2 separate regions of the Callithrix jacchus genome follow, and region 2 is linked to region 1. The links are chromatin contacts, called in public Hi-C maps. All regions are on one chromosome and are shown on one strand. Each heading gives the region's core, a stretch centred on a gene start, on an enhancer-like site or on the middle of the called end of the contact. The rest is flanking DNA. Distances are from core to core; before and after follow the strand shown.

Region 1 (7,219 bases), core at 12-2,511:
AGGGTGGGTCGGAGAGCGGCGGCGGTGGCCGCGGGAGGAGCGAGCCGGGAACCGGAGGCCAGCCGGGCTGGCGGGCCGGAGCCACGGGGGGGAGGGCGGAGCGCCGAGGGCGGAGACGGGGCCGCGGAAGGGAGGGGGCCGCGGGGCGCGGCCGCGGGGCGGGGCACCGGGACCTGGGGAAGATAAGAGCGTGCTCGGGGGAGCGAGGGCGGGAGCGAGGGAGGGGCGGGGGACTTAGAGACCAAAGAGGAGACAAAAGGACGGGGTAGGTGGGAGGGGCATAGACGAGCGGGGGTTGGGGAGGGGCGCCGGGGGACGCCTCGCGGGGAGGGGTGCGTGTGTGTGCGTGTGTGTGTGTGTACCGCGGGGGGGCACGGTGTGGGAGGGATTTAGAGAGGGACATGATGGGACAACATAAGGGAGCGCAGGGGTACGGAGAAAGGTGGGGCGGGAGTGCTCCACCACGCTGGCCACGAAGGGGAAGGGAGGCCGCGAAGGGGAGGCCGCTGGGAGGACTGGCCACACACAGGGACGGGGATCCTGGGGATGGACAGTCCGCGAGGAAAGGGGCTCAGGGCTTCGGAGGGCTCGGGAGGGGAAGGGGGAGCCGAAACGGGGAAAGGGGGTGCTGTTGAGACCCAAGGGTGGAGGCGGATGGGCGTGTGTGCAGCGCTGAGGGCAGGGATTTAACGCCGCTGTTCGGGATGACCCGAGGACCACGGTGGGGTTGCACAGACGGGACGGGGCTACTGAGGCAGGACAAGTAATGCCCAGGGGAAAGTGGGACCTACAAGGGCTAGAGAAGGGTGGCGGGGGCGGCCTCGGGCTCGGCAGGAAGGCGCCACCACCGCCCTCTGCCCGTCCCCAGCGTGCCCCGCCCCGTCCGGGGGCCCTAAGGGCAGCGGCCTGGGCCGTGGGGGAGCCGAGCCAGGGCGGTACCATTCGGAACAGAGAGGGGGGCTTGGGGGGGGAAGGGAGGAGCCAGGGGTCAGAACCCTGTTGGGGGCGGGGGGGCGCCACACCCTGGGAAAAAGGCTTGGGCACATCCAGAACGGACCAATCAGCGAGCAAGGCCGGGGTGGCGTCAAGGGGCAGCTTCGGCCAATGGGAAGGGAGAACACTTCGGAGGTTCGGAGGAAGAAAAGAAAAAAAAGCCCCACGAAACAACAATCGAATCCGTTTGGGGGCTTGGAAGGGTGGAAGTGGGCGTCGTTTATAGCACGTTCCGGCACCTGCCTCTCCTTTGAATGATGGGGTCGCTTGCATCACTCCTGGGCAGTGGGGAGCAAACGGAGCTCGAGAGGGTCCCGGGAAAGTAGACGGGGATTGGCCATTTACCGGTGACACTTGATTGGGCGCTTCAATTTGGTGGGGTGGGTGGGACGGAGGTAGCAGCTTTGTGCTCAAAAGAGTGCAAGATAATGTTGTGGTCCCTTAAACGAAGGCAGGAGTGGGCATGGTGCCGCATCCCCTACCACTGGCTGCTGACTTGTGTCAACCAGCGAGTGGATCGTGGATAATCTCAAGCCGATGGATAACTTAAGCATGCCCTTTGGGCACTGAACACTGCTGAACATACTCATTTCCCTTCCCTTCCCAGTCCCAGGTTGTTTCTTAAGAGGGTGAGCAATGATAGGGGCCACCAGGGACCGCTGGGAAATTCATAGAAATTTATCTTTGGCTTTTCACTTCTGTTAGTCTAGGGTTCTAGTCTCACATTCAGTCACCAGTTTAATGTTGTAACACCAGATACATCACTGTTCTGAACAGTTTCTTGTATAAAGGTACTGGGACTAGCTACCTTTGAGGTCTAAACATTTTGGAACTGATTTGGAGAGTGCTGTGCTCAGAAGAGAAGGCAGTAACTGTGTGGGGCCGGGGGAGGGGGATTGCAAAAGAAAACTTGTAGTGGTACAGCTTTTGACCCAGGGATTCCAAATGTCTCAAAAGCCCCTGAAACTGTATGTAAAATGTCATACAAGCGTGTGTGTGCACGTTTCTGGAGGCGGTTCATAAACTTCAACATATTTTTAGAGGGGCCTGTGACACAAAAGTGAACCCACTTTGGTTTTAAAATGTTGGGGATGGGACTGAACCTCCAAGGCAGGAGGCAAGGTGCAGTCGTGGTGTCATTTTGAAATCAGAGGTGTTTCCCAAATTCCTTGTTAGGAAGCTCGGCTGCAGGGAATCTTTCCACATATTTCTTGTCATCCAAAGGCAGACCAAGTTCCTCAGAGCTGAGAAGCCCATGTGAACTGTCACATAGCAAAGCAATGCTTAAATAAACTACACTTTCAATGGTGAGGAGTGGGCTCTGAGTTAGGAAGGAAAAGCAATAGAGGTTTACTTCTGAAATCACATCTACCTTTATCTACAAGATAAGGGTAAAACCTCCTGATCTTCTGAGAAAAGAAGGTTATATACATGATATTGTAGACAGCAGCCCGTACAAGCTGGGAAAGCTCACATGTGAAAAAAATGACAGTTGCTAGACTTGTGGGGAAAGAACCCAGCTTCAGCACCATGCTGGTCTTAGGATCAGTCTAGGACAGAATCCAATTGCAGAGTTTGTACATCTTCTTCCTAGGCTCAGAGGTCAAAATATAGAACATTTTATCATAATTAACCCTGTCTCTTCAAGTTGGCAGTAATTACTGGTGGATCATATCTGATGTGATATATTTAAGATCACAGACTACAGTGAATTTTCTCCATTTCGATTTAGGACCAACTACATAATCCTCAGTAAGAAAAAGAGGTGCCCCTGACAAGTACAACTCGAGAAATGCACTATTGGAGCGTCCATAGGTGTGCGGCTTGACGAAATGATTTCACCGGGGGACAACACAACGTATATTCCAGATAGATTTAAAAAGCCTTTATTTTAAAAATGTGGCTCAACTACATGCAAGGTGCTGAGCCAGTTTTGGAATCTGCCTTATAGCAGAGTAAAACTGGACCAAAGGAAGTGGAGTCAGGGTTCCTGGCTATCACTCTTCCAGCAACTCAATCTGCAGAGTTTTTCTTCAGCTGTTTTTTGTGACGCGTGGTGACCCGTTTTGGATTTCTCTGTATGACAGAGATGTCCGACCTTGAGGAAGACCGGTAGCCCACATCCTCTGCTTTTATGGGCTTAATGATATGACCTGGCTTGGTGATGACCTTAGGAGTAGTCAGCTTTTGGAAAGCTCTCTGGGTGTTCCACGTGAATCCTATAGGGGTCTGGATGGTCCTTTCAAATTGCCGATGGTGGGTAAACGGATATGGAAGCACTCGTACCTGGGAAGGAAGGAGAATGCTTTGGTATGAGGCAGGCCTGGGGAGCAGTTGTCTACTGGAATGGCAGCTCTCATCAGGTACTGTTTTGGTACAGGCCATGGTTCAACATGATGACTGCAAGTGAAGACACTGAGAGATCAAGGCATCCCAGTGCTCCCATCTGCCCTTAGGAGTCCAATCTGCTTGATGACACTGGGATTGGGGGGGGTGGGGGACTAAGTTGGCTCTGGATCCCCTATTCAACAATTTAGGGTCTGAAAAACCACCGAGACACTGACCCTGTCTTTTTGGTTTTTTTTTTCTGTGACAGAGTCTCGCTCTGTTGCCCAGGCTGGAGTGTAGTGGCGTGATCTCCACTCACTGCAGCCTCCACCTCCCGAGTAGCTGGAATTACAAGTGACACTGTCCCTGTCTAGCTGTAGGCGCTCCGGGGCTGTTGTCCCATAGTGAGTTTTCCTATATAACACTGTGACTGCAAGAACTTACACCTTTGTGTATCCCTATGGATTTCATGTCTTTTCTACCCTCTTTATGCTCTCAGTCTCCTCCTTCCCTCTCTTAGGATTGATGTTTTAAGGAACCGGAATCCTGAACTCTACCAGGCTGTTATACTTAGCTTCATCTTCTTTTGGCATCACAGAATTGTAGAGCTGGAAGGCCCTAGATATTGGCAATGGTCATCCCCCTTGGCCTGAAGATTAGGCTTAGAGCGGGGAAGTGATGGACCTAAGTAAATGAGGAGCAGCATTGGAGAACAGAACCCACAGCTCCTGTTTCCTTGCCTGGTACTCCTCCACCACATTACTACCTTCAGATATTTTAATAATCTTTCAGGCAGGTGTGGCGGCTCATGCCTATAATGCCAGCACTTTGGGAGGCCGAGGCAGGCAGATCACGAGGTCAAGAGATTGAGACCATCCTGGCCAACATGGTGAAACCCTGTCTCTACTAAAAATACAAAAATTTAGCTGGATGTGGTGGTGGGTGCCTGCCAGCTTCTCGGGAGGCTGAGGCAGGAGAATTGCTTGAATCTGGGAGGTGGAGGTTGCAGTGAGCTGAGATCATGCCACTGCATTCCAGCCTGCTGATAGAGCCAGACTCCATCTTAAGAAAAAAAAAAAATCTTTCAACACTTCCCCAGTGGTGAAAGGAGGAAAAACAGATAAGCAGAAAATGGGGATGTAAAATCAGTAGTCTTTGGCAAGGTGCAGTGGCTCAACACCTGTAATCCCAGTACCTTGGGAGGCAAAGGCAGGCGGATCACTTGAGGTCAGGAGTTCAAGACCAGCCTGGCCAACATGGTGAAACCCTGTCTCTACCAACAATACAAAAATTAGCCGGGTATGGTGGTGCATGCCTGTAATTCCAGCTACTCAGGAGGCTGAGGCATGAGAATTGCTTGAACCTGGGTGGCAGAGGTTGCAGTGAGCTGGGATTGTGCCACTACACTGCAGCCTAGGTGACAGAGTGAGACTCCATCTGAAAAAACAAACAAAAAAAAAACCAAATCAGTAGTCTTTGGAAATATTTAGTGGAATACTCAAGAGAGTGGTGTGTGCCTGTAATCCCAGCTACTCAGGAGGCTGAGGCAGGAGAATTGCCTGAACCCAGGAGGTGGAGGTTGCGGTGAGCCGAGATCGCGCCATTGCACTCCAGCCTGGGTAACAACAGTGAAACTCCGTCTCAAAAAAAAAAAAAAAAAAGAGAACTAAGTACTCTCTTACTTGTACTTACATGGTCCTGGTAGTGGCGAAGGAAACAGATTTTCTTTAAGTTAAGGGAATGTCTTATTTGGGTTGATGGCTACATCTGTGCTTGTCAACCAGGGCAATAGAAAGAGAACACCTGGACCAAGCATTCAGTCTCAAAAGATCCCCCTAGGCACCTTGAAGCACTTTATTCTACTGCATGTTGGAACCTGCAGCAACTTATTAAAAAGATGAAAATCAGGGGAGATTCCTGGAAAACTATTTGTCAGTTTGCCATGACTGTATTAAAAAACAAACAGATAAGACCCCTGGAAGGAAATGGTGGTCTTTATTGAGCGCCATACTCTGCCCATCACCTGGAATCCTGGCCCACTGAAGCACCCTTGCCCCCTTCCCTTATCCCGTAACTGCCTATTTTCTAGTTATAGATCCTTAATTGGGACTACAGTGGTTACAATCCAGTTTTTGCAGCGATTGGTTCACAAAATAAGATCAAATAGAATGTTATTGAAATGTACATCTTCTTACCTCTGTTCTGTACCCATTAGTTCTTTATTTCTTCAGGGGGAAAAATGTAACTCATTTCAATATACTGGCTGGGGACAGATCTCAGAATTGAAAGGAACATAAAGATCATCTAGTCCAACCTCATTCTTGAGTCCCCTTTACTCATACTCATGTTCCCAGAGCAGCCTTGCATTCTTTCTCCTTTAACTTCTACTTTATGTGACTTCATACAATAACCTTCAATATACTCGAACACTGTAATCACATTCAACTTTTCTTTTCTCTTGTAAACATCTCTAGCTCATTATCATGTGACACAACTTACAATCTTCTCATTCTCCTGAACAAGTACCGGTTTGTCTTCATTTTTCTTAAGATACAGCTCAAACCTCATAGCCTCTGTTTGAGAATTACCTTGACTCTAAACTTTTTTACTGGCCAGTAATTAAAACAGCGTAGTCTATCTGAAATGGTACATCTAATAGCCATTCAGTGAAAACAAGAGAGTTGATTCTGTGGTCAAGATTACACGTTTCTCTTGACCACGATCACTAGTATATTCTTTTCAAGCAAGAGAGCCAGGCAGTAACGAGCAGGCAGCTAAAGAGCTCTAAGCTCTCACCTGATGAGCCGCTGCGTGGATGTTGCGCTTCTCATTGATAATCACATTTGGCAAATTCTTATCTTTTCTTGGAGGACCCTCAGGGGCTTTAATGAGAAATCTGGAAGGCAAATCATAGGACATCTGACTAGGAGCATTAAGGACTTAGTCAGAAGGGCCGGGAGGACACTGAAGGGCGAGGGGGGAGAACCTGGTGCCCTTTTGACAGGCTTTCCTCCGTGTTCTTACCGGCGTCTTTTCTTGGCACTGGGCTTTAGGCCCACACCACCCCACTCGCCCCAGCCAGGTAGTGTCAGGTCCACGTCCTTTGGCTTACTGGCCTCCGCAGCTTCCCTCTTCTCTTTCAAGAAATCTCTGATGACATCATCCCCAGCGAAAGCTTCTTTTATCATCTGCCTTTGGTTTCTCTCCACTTCATCTTCCTGGGAAGAAACAAGAGAGAGCTACAGCTTGGCTGATGAGCAGGGGTTCATGGCTAGAACGCTTGAATTTTAGCGCCCCCTAGGGGGAAGTGCTGAACAATGATGATCTTGCGATACAAACCAATCGTGGGTAATCATGCTCCAATTTTTTTCTCTCTAGGGTAAATATCCCTAGCTCATTATCATATGACACAATTTTAAACTTTTCAGTAAGGAAGCTGCAGGGTGGAGGAAGGAATGGCCTGTGTTAGCAGTAGGAGCTCTAAGTGGCTAGACTGTGGGCTTCCTCTAGCTTATATCCCTGAAAAGACATGTACCAGGATGCCTCCCTTTAAGTTTCAAATTAACTGGGGAGTCTTAGACCATGTGAGATCCCACTGAGTACAACTTTGGCAACAGCTCACGACTCACCTTCGAGTTGTCCTGCCTGGGATCTGGTCAGAGCTCTGAGTTACTCCCTCTTTCCTCTGAGAGCAGTTTTAGAGTTACCCCAGAGAAGTTTTGGTGAATCAGGATTTAGGAAATGGGGTCTTGGCAGCACCCACATATCTGCAGCTATTAAAACATCACTGGGACTAGCCTGACCCTACACTATGCTGGACTTCTCAACTACTGAAATGTGCCCCCACCAAAACAAAGCTTCATTACTCCTTGTGCAAGAAGGACACTTTCTGAACCAG
Region 2 (7,194 bases), core at 1,136-3,635, 130 kb before region 1:
ATCTTCTACATATATTCTAATCATTTTAAACCTGGAAACCAAGATCCTCCATTTAACTTTTACCTGCTCTAGGCAATACAGACAACCTCAATATTTACACAATCTTGTGTTTTCTTAACTAATATTCTTCCCTTCTATACATCTTTTCCTTTAGAAATGCAATCCATACCGGCCACCCATGGTGGCTCACACCTGTAATCCCAGCACTTTGGGAGGTCAAGGCAGGTGGATCACCTGAGGTTGGGAGTTCTAAACCAGCCTGGCCAATATGGTGAAACCCCATCTCTACTACAAATACAAAAATTGGCCAGGCGTGGTGGTGTGTGCCTATAATCCCAGGTACTGGGGAGGCTGAGGCAGAGAATCGCTTGAACTCAGGAGGCAGAGGTTGCAGTGAGCAGAGATCACACCTGGGCGATCACAGCTAGACTTCATCTCAAATAAAAATAAAAAAGCACAATCCACCCTCAGGATCTGATTGGTTCTGCTCAATCAGAATGTCCTTCCTATCCTGCACCAATTAAATTGTGCCCCTCCTTCAAGACTCGATTCATGGAATCTGCCTCCCCAGACCAGCCTATCTTAAGTGAGCTATTTTAAACTCACTGCAATTGCCACTCTTTCGGCAACTGATCATGAACACCCTGTGACATCTCTTCTATTATAATCACAACTATTACTTAAATCTTCAATGACCTGTACCCAGTTAGTGTCCCCAATTAGCACATTACCTCCTTGAGGAGTGGGAGGGACTATCAACCACATAACATGGCACAGTACAAAACATCAAGGAATGATTACTGATGGAGCCAGTGGGAGATGGGGACCAACTTTTAGGTAGGCGGCCTCTGACCTCCCCTCTGCACAGGCACTCGCCCCAGGTGCTCCACTGCTCAGGGCCTGCCCTCCCTGGCTCAGTGCCCTCATGGTATCCCCACCCCCACCTCCCACCTTAGCACTCAAAATTTGTTACTGTTCTGAACATCCTTTGCCCCTAAAGCAACTTCCCTGTCCAGTTTCTTTCTTACTCCAAGTGTGCAAGTAGCTAAACTGATTAACCTGTGCTGATACAGTTATGGGAGAGGGTTAGAGGAGAACCTCGGGAGACGGGTTCATTGTAACCAGAGTCAAGTGGCAGTAAGTCTCTGCCTTTTCATGGTTTAATGGAGTCAGGTGTCAAGAGATGACCTTCATCTCCCAGCAGCTGGTATGTTACTCCCTCTCTGGGAGGAGCACTTTGTTTTCCTTATTTTTTTGAGACAGAATCTCCCTCCATCACCCAGGCTGGAGTGCAGTTTCACGATATCGGGTCACTGAGGCCTTCACCTCCTGGGGCAAGCAGTTCTCCTGCCTCAGTCTCTGGAGTAGCTGGGACTACAGGTACATGCCACCAGGTCCAGCTAATTTTTGTATTTTGTAGTAGAGACAGGGTTTCACGATGTTGGCTAGGCTGGTCTTGAACTACTGACCTCAAGTGATCCACCCACCTCAGCCTCCCCAGGTGCTGGGATTACAGGCATGAGCCAGGCCTCACAGCACTTTGTAAATACCTCTATGGCAGCACTCAACACACAGCAGTTCCTTAATTATGTGCTTATGTAGGGTTCCCCGCCAATATACTGTGAGCTCCTCAAGGACAGGGACTGTGTGTTAGTGGCTGACACAGAGTGTCAGCCTAGCACAGTGCCTGGCACACAGTAGGTTCTTGATAAATGCTTATTGAAAGAATGAACGAGTCCTGATTTTAATTCTGGGACTTCTGCCCTATGCTATGTCAGGCAAGAGGAGAGGGAGGAGGACAATCCACACTTGGGCACTAAGGCGGCTTTCTGATCGCTTTTATAATACTGCAGGCGGCTACTTCCTTTGCCCCTGGAGTGTTACAGATATCCCCGGTCCACGAGGTGCCCAGGTGTCGCTGTCACCAGGTGCCACATGCAACTCCTGAACTCCCCGCCCTTTGCTGCTGCCCGCTTCCAGGGACCGCCTCCCCACTGTTTCCTCACCCCTGGGTGGGACTGTGCGGTGGAAATGTAGCTCCGGTGGGTGGAGCGGGAAAAGAAGTTATTCTGATGGTCACAGGCCTTTCTGATCCCTTCCCGTACTCCAAAAGAGGCAGTTGCCTCCAGCTCCGAAGCTGCTGGATCTGGGCTGAGTGAGCTAGTTCTCCTCCTGCACGGAGGTCGGAGCCTCGGAGAACCTCGGCCCCGGCGCTCCGGACGTGGAGATCGACGTCCAGCAGGTGGCGCTGTCGAGCCAGCGATGGCGGGCTAGTGGCCGGCGGGGCCCGGGAAGAGAGGGACGGCCAGGGCGGGGCCTACCGTCCGTGACGGAGGTGGCCGTGACCGGCGTCTTCCAGTCCTCGATCATGCCCCTGCTCCCGCAAGTGTCTCTGGAAGGCTCCGGACCCCCACCAAAGCCCTCTGCTGCTCCGGAACTTGGAACATTCCCCTCGGACCCCTCCTCCTCCACTTTCCAGGGGGAGTTTAGCCAGCCGCCGAAATCACTCTCCCATTGGCCAGCAGCGCTCTGGCCCCGCCCCCAGCACCCCCTCCCCCAGTCTCGCGGACCAGCAGGTGAGCACGCGCCGCCACCCCGCCTGCTGTTCGCTCCGCTCGCTGGCTGCCTCCTTCTACCGTGAAGCCGGAGAGCATTGCAGGCACCCGAGACTGTCATTTACCAGCGGAGGGCCCTGACCGCCCGCCGCGCGAGCCCGGCTCCCAAGGACCGGCGCGGGCAGAAAGGCGTAGCTTCCAGCTGCCTGATCCGGCGGATCGGAAGGCCCCCTGCGCGGTCGCAGCCGGAGCGCTGGGGGAACACGTGGAGCCCGGCCCGTCCCTGCTGCGGGGTCCAGAAGGCCCGAGTACTTCGTGTCCCCCTGCCCAGCACCTGAGCAGACACTCCCTGGGGCAGACCCCACCCTTCCCCAAACACACACACACGCTGGCCTTTGCAGGGGCGGGACACAGTGAAACACCCACCAGGCCTCCCGGTTTTTGAGTTAGAGTATGAAACGGGTCGTAGTTTACTACCCCATTTACCACCGCCCCCACACGCCAAATAGGGATGCGGAGAGGGTCCCTCCTCCCACCAAGACTTGAACAGAGCCTCTCTTTCAAGCTCTAAGAACATTCTGATAAGACCCTCATTAACCACAGGCTCTTGAACTCGGTATGAAAAGGGAACTAATTTTGGCTAAACAGATCTTTTTGGCCCTCAGTGTGATGCTCTGTCAGTAGGTGGGTACAATGGCCTCCATTTGGCTGATGGAGCAATGAAGGCTGGGAAAGATTAGGTTCCCACCCAAAGTCAGCCTCGGTAGTTAGGCTACACCATACTAAAAGGATTGGGAGATCATTTAATAAGAAGCTACTAAGCCATTCTCACCCCCAATCCTGACCAGTGATACAGATTTAATGCTACGGTCCATACTTCCTGCCTTGATCTTTCCAACCTGGCAAAGGGCAGTGGGACTGCAGGTAAGCTGTGGGCAAATAACCCAAAAGCAATACAAAAAAAAATCTGCTGTTTGGTTTTGCTTTTAACTCCCCTTCTTTGTCTCCAAGGCTTTGCTCAGATTGTCCCCTCAGTTCAAATACCTCTAATGCCTACATTTGTACTTTTTAATGTATCAACCAGGCATCACCTCTTCCAGGATGTGTTCCCAGCGCCGTTGCGCATCCCTCTGAGCTCCCGTAGCATCCTGGGCCTAGCGCAATCGTTATCCTTGCTACATGGCTTTCACAACCTATTGACATGTCAGGTTTCTGGACCTAACTGCAACTCGAGAAGAGGATTGACCTGAATTCAGAACCACTGTGGGCTTCTTTGGGAATCTGACAAAGATGGCTATTGCAGAGGGCCTTGGGATCAGAAAGTGGGGAGAGGAGGGCTGAGGAAGATTAATGCTATGGCTCAAAGAGAACGATGCTTGGACCTGGGTCAAGCCAAGCTTCTAAGGCTTGAGCAAAGACAGCAGCTTAGAGTTCACTCCTGGGGATGGCTGGAGTCCAGCCGGCCAGACGCACAGATCCCTTCGCCTGTACACTCTCTGACAGGGCTCTCCAGACTCGAAAGCCACAGCAAGAGGCCCTAAGAGAATAAAGCTTCAAAGGGCCTCATCCCAGGGCTCTCAAACATCCTCTTCCCCTCAGTCGCTGGTGCATTCTGGAACTAGCATTCACAAGAATCATAGCTTCTACCACCCTTTTTCAAAAGCGGGAGGAAAAACTGCAAAATCCAGGATGGGCATCTTGCCTTCATGGTCGCTCAGTGGAAGGAAAACAGAACTGTGGAAGGCCTGCACTGTGGGCGGGGAGCACTGGCACAACAGTGAGGGCAGTGATGAGGCCATGCAGCCAGATGCCACCTTGGCAGGGTGGCCCAGGGCAGGCAGGGGACTTCCTTAAGGAGGCTTATTCCCACAGCCACCAAAGAGAGGGCGGCTTCCTCCAATCCTGCTACTCCTATGGAAACGAGGACTGCCCAGGCACCCCAAATTGCCCTTGATCCCAAACCAAAGCAACAGGAGCCGGATGCTCCATTTGCCGCACCGGCCCCGCCCCTAGGATTTGCCCCTGCCTTTCTTTTTCTTTCCAGATCGTGACCCAACGTTCACTAGCCACTCCACCTTGCCTTCATTCATTGTACCCCTCCGGACCCGCAGCTGCAAAGCAGGATGGTGGGGGGCGGGGTTCCCCATCACAATGCCCACCTTCTGAAACCACCACCAAGTCCCAAAGGAGAGGATAGAAAAAGAGACAGGAGACAGAAGCCCTGACACACAGTTTTCAGTATGCAAGTGTTTTTGACTCCACAGCCAGTTGCTTAAAATGAAACAGGAGGGCAGCCAGAATATACACCCAAATGCGAAGAAAGGAAAGGCAAACAGAACATGAAATAAACTACACGATACCAGGAACCCCAACAAAACCAACAATCAAAATCCAAAACCCCTCAACTTTATATATATATGTGTATATATATATATATATATATGTATTTTTTCTTAAAAAGGGAAAACAACTGTTTAAAACCAACTGGGCAGTATGGTGGTGGGGGGAGCAGTCCTACCGAAGTGGGGGGTGAGAACTCCCCTGCTCCCCGGGAACAAAGAACAAACACAATACAAAGAAAATAACCACCAATGCTCCGCAGGGCTCAGGAGCCTCCAGAGAACAGATTGTCCCATCCTCAAACTGGCTTTTTTTTTTTTCCTTTTTTTTTTTTAATCTTTTTTTTCCATTTTCTTTTTTGTTGTTGTTTTAGCACCTGTACAATAAAACTGTACCATCTCCAACCAGAGCCGGCCACGGCGAGGCCCTCCTGCCTTTGGATGGTACATACTCTACAAGGATTGTTCGGAAAAATAGCAATTGGTAGAAAAATAAGAAGAGTGGAAGGGACAATGCCACAGAGGGGTCAGGGACAGGGATGCAACCCAAGCTCCTCTCTCTCTCTCACTGGACAAACCCAGTGCTGGAGCCTGGAGGCCAGGGGGAGGCCAGGTGGGGCCACCACTCAACCTCAGGTCCCCAGGCAGGAGAGGAGCAAGGTCTAGAGATCCCTTTCCTGCCCTTGCCTAGAATAGCTGACCCCTGGATTTCACATCTGGCAGTCAGTCTCAGAGCCCTCTGCAGATTCCCAAGGAGAATGGGGGTCTGAGGGAGGAGGAGTGGGGAGGAGAGGAAGGAAGGGGTGCTGCGAGTCTAGGAAGGGGCAGGGATGGGGGGGCCGAGGGCTGGGAGGTGAGAGGCTCAGTATCTCGAGACAGGGAGGCCAGAATGAGGTTGGGGGAGTGGGGGCACTGGGGAAAGGATGCAGGAACAAACTCATATTGTGCACTCAGAGGGGGGCAGTGAAGAAGGTGTGAAGAGGGGCACCCTCACCCCTCAGATCCCTTCTCCACACCCCTTTATTAGAGTCACTTATTAAGCGCTGGCCCCACAATCCTCCTCTCCCTGTCAACACTAATCTCAAGATAGTGGGGCTGCTGCAAAGGGCGGAAGGGGGCGGGGGGGAGCACCAAAGCCTCAGGATTTACCCCCAAGCCCCCAGCCCTAGGCCAGCAGCAGCTAGCTTCGTTAGTCACAAGTTCATGTCCCCCCCACCCCACCCCACCCCAGTGGGGGGGGGGGAACCACCTGGGAATAGCTTTGTCAGAGCTCATCAACAAAGAAAAAGGAAGGAGGTAAAGAAAGTCCCTCAGAACAACAAGTTGTCTCAAATCGTCACAGTGATACAGACTTCTCAGAAACCAATGAAACAGTACAAATTAAATACTAATCAAATAAATACTACAGAAGACAGAAGAACACAGGGGAATGGAGTTGGGGGGGCGCTCAGCGATCGGGGATTTTCTCATTTCTCCTTGGGACAGGCCAAGGCCACCCAGGGCCCAGGTTTGGTCTTGGTCATATACAAGGAGGCCAGTCCAAGGGACCCCGGCGACACCTCCCACCACCCCTGGGACCTCTTGTCCTCAGACGTGGAGTTCAGCTTTCCACCCCCATCACCAACCACGACAACAATGATGACGACAGGGAGATGAGAACTAATTGTAACCAAAAAAACAAAAACAGTCCAGTCGCTAATGCTGGCATTGATAAGGCGGCTTCTTGTTGGTCCGTATTATTGCCTCATTCTGCAGTCTGGTGCTCGGTGGGGGAAAGACAAGGGAGGTGGGGGAAGGGTGAACTCGGAAGGAGAAAGAAGAAAAGGAGGGGCTGTTTTCCTGGTCAACTTTTGCAAGACTGGAATTCCACCTCGGACCCTAGGAGCCGAAGTAGGTCTGGCTCGTACCGCACCAGCTCCACAGTCTCAGAGGAGCCTGGGGGGGATCTGTCGTCCAAGCCTACAGGCCTCTCGGCAGGGGTCAGCAGCTGACTGGAGGCCACCTGCCGGTAGAACTCAGCCTTGGGCAAGGTGGCGATTTCAAAGTGCGGGAACCGGGCTTGAAAGATCCTCGAGGAAAGCTTCAGCCTCTTCAAGACATCAGAAAAGAGAAACCAGTTGCAGGGCCTGCAAAGACAAGGATGGGAGTTATGGAAGGAGGCTGGGGCAGCAGTGGGGGCACCGACCCAGAACACCCTGCAAAGCCCACGAAGGCTGTGCGGCCACCCTCATCTCCCATTATAACTCACTGCCAGTCTGGCTCCCCTGTCGCCTGGTAAACCACAGGCTCCTTGGGTACGG

The links. Hi-C and Micro-C count contacts between places; a contact is called where the count stands out from the background.
Region 2: a Hi-C map of skeletal muscle shows a contact between it and region 1, with 4 times the contacts expected there. The contact joins two enhancer-like sites. A contact is called at or near these places in 3 of 3 Hi-C or Micro-C datasets (induced pluripotent stem cells and skeletal muscle).

The regions. Positions count from the first base shown.
Region 1 is chrX:125,589,128-125,596,346 of calJac240_pri, reverse strand. It overlaps UTP14A (UTP14A small subunit processome component), which reads right to left. Exons shown (of 16, transcript XM_035288252.3): 14 at 6,346-6,539; 15 at 6,118-6,217; 16 at 2,864-3,279. The coding sequence ends at 3,007. Among named protein-coding and RNA genes, the nearest start is that of UTP14A, 23 kb to the right of the region's middle. Within about 2 kb of position 1,261, at least 14 of the 16 cell types and tissues checked have an H3K27ac peak or open chromatin away from gene starts, as enhancers often do. A contact at or near this core is called in skeletal muscle, where this site is marked.
Region 2 is chrX:125,717,607-125,724,800 of calJac240_pri, reverse strand. BCORL1 (BCL6 corepressor like 1) reads right to left here. Exons shown (of 15, transcript XM_078362289.1): 15 at 6,221-7,020. The coding sequence ends at 6,738. Among named protein-coding and RNA genes, the nearest start is that of ELF4, 55 kb to the left of the region's middle. Within about 2 kb of position 2,385, at least 9 of the 16 cell types and tissues checked have an H3K27ac peak or open chromatin away from gene starts, as enhancers often do. A contact at or near this core is called in skeletal muscle, where this site is marked.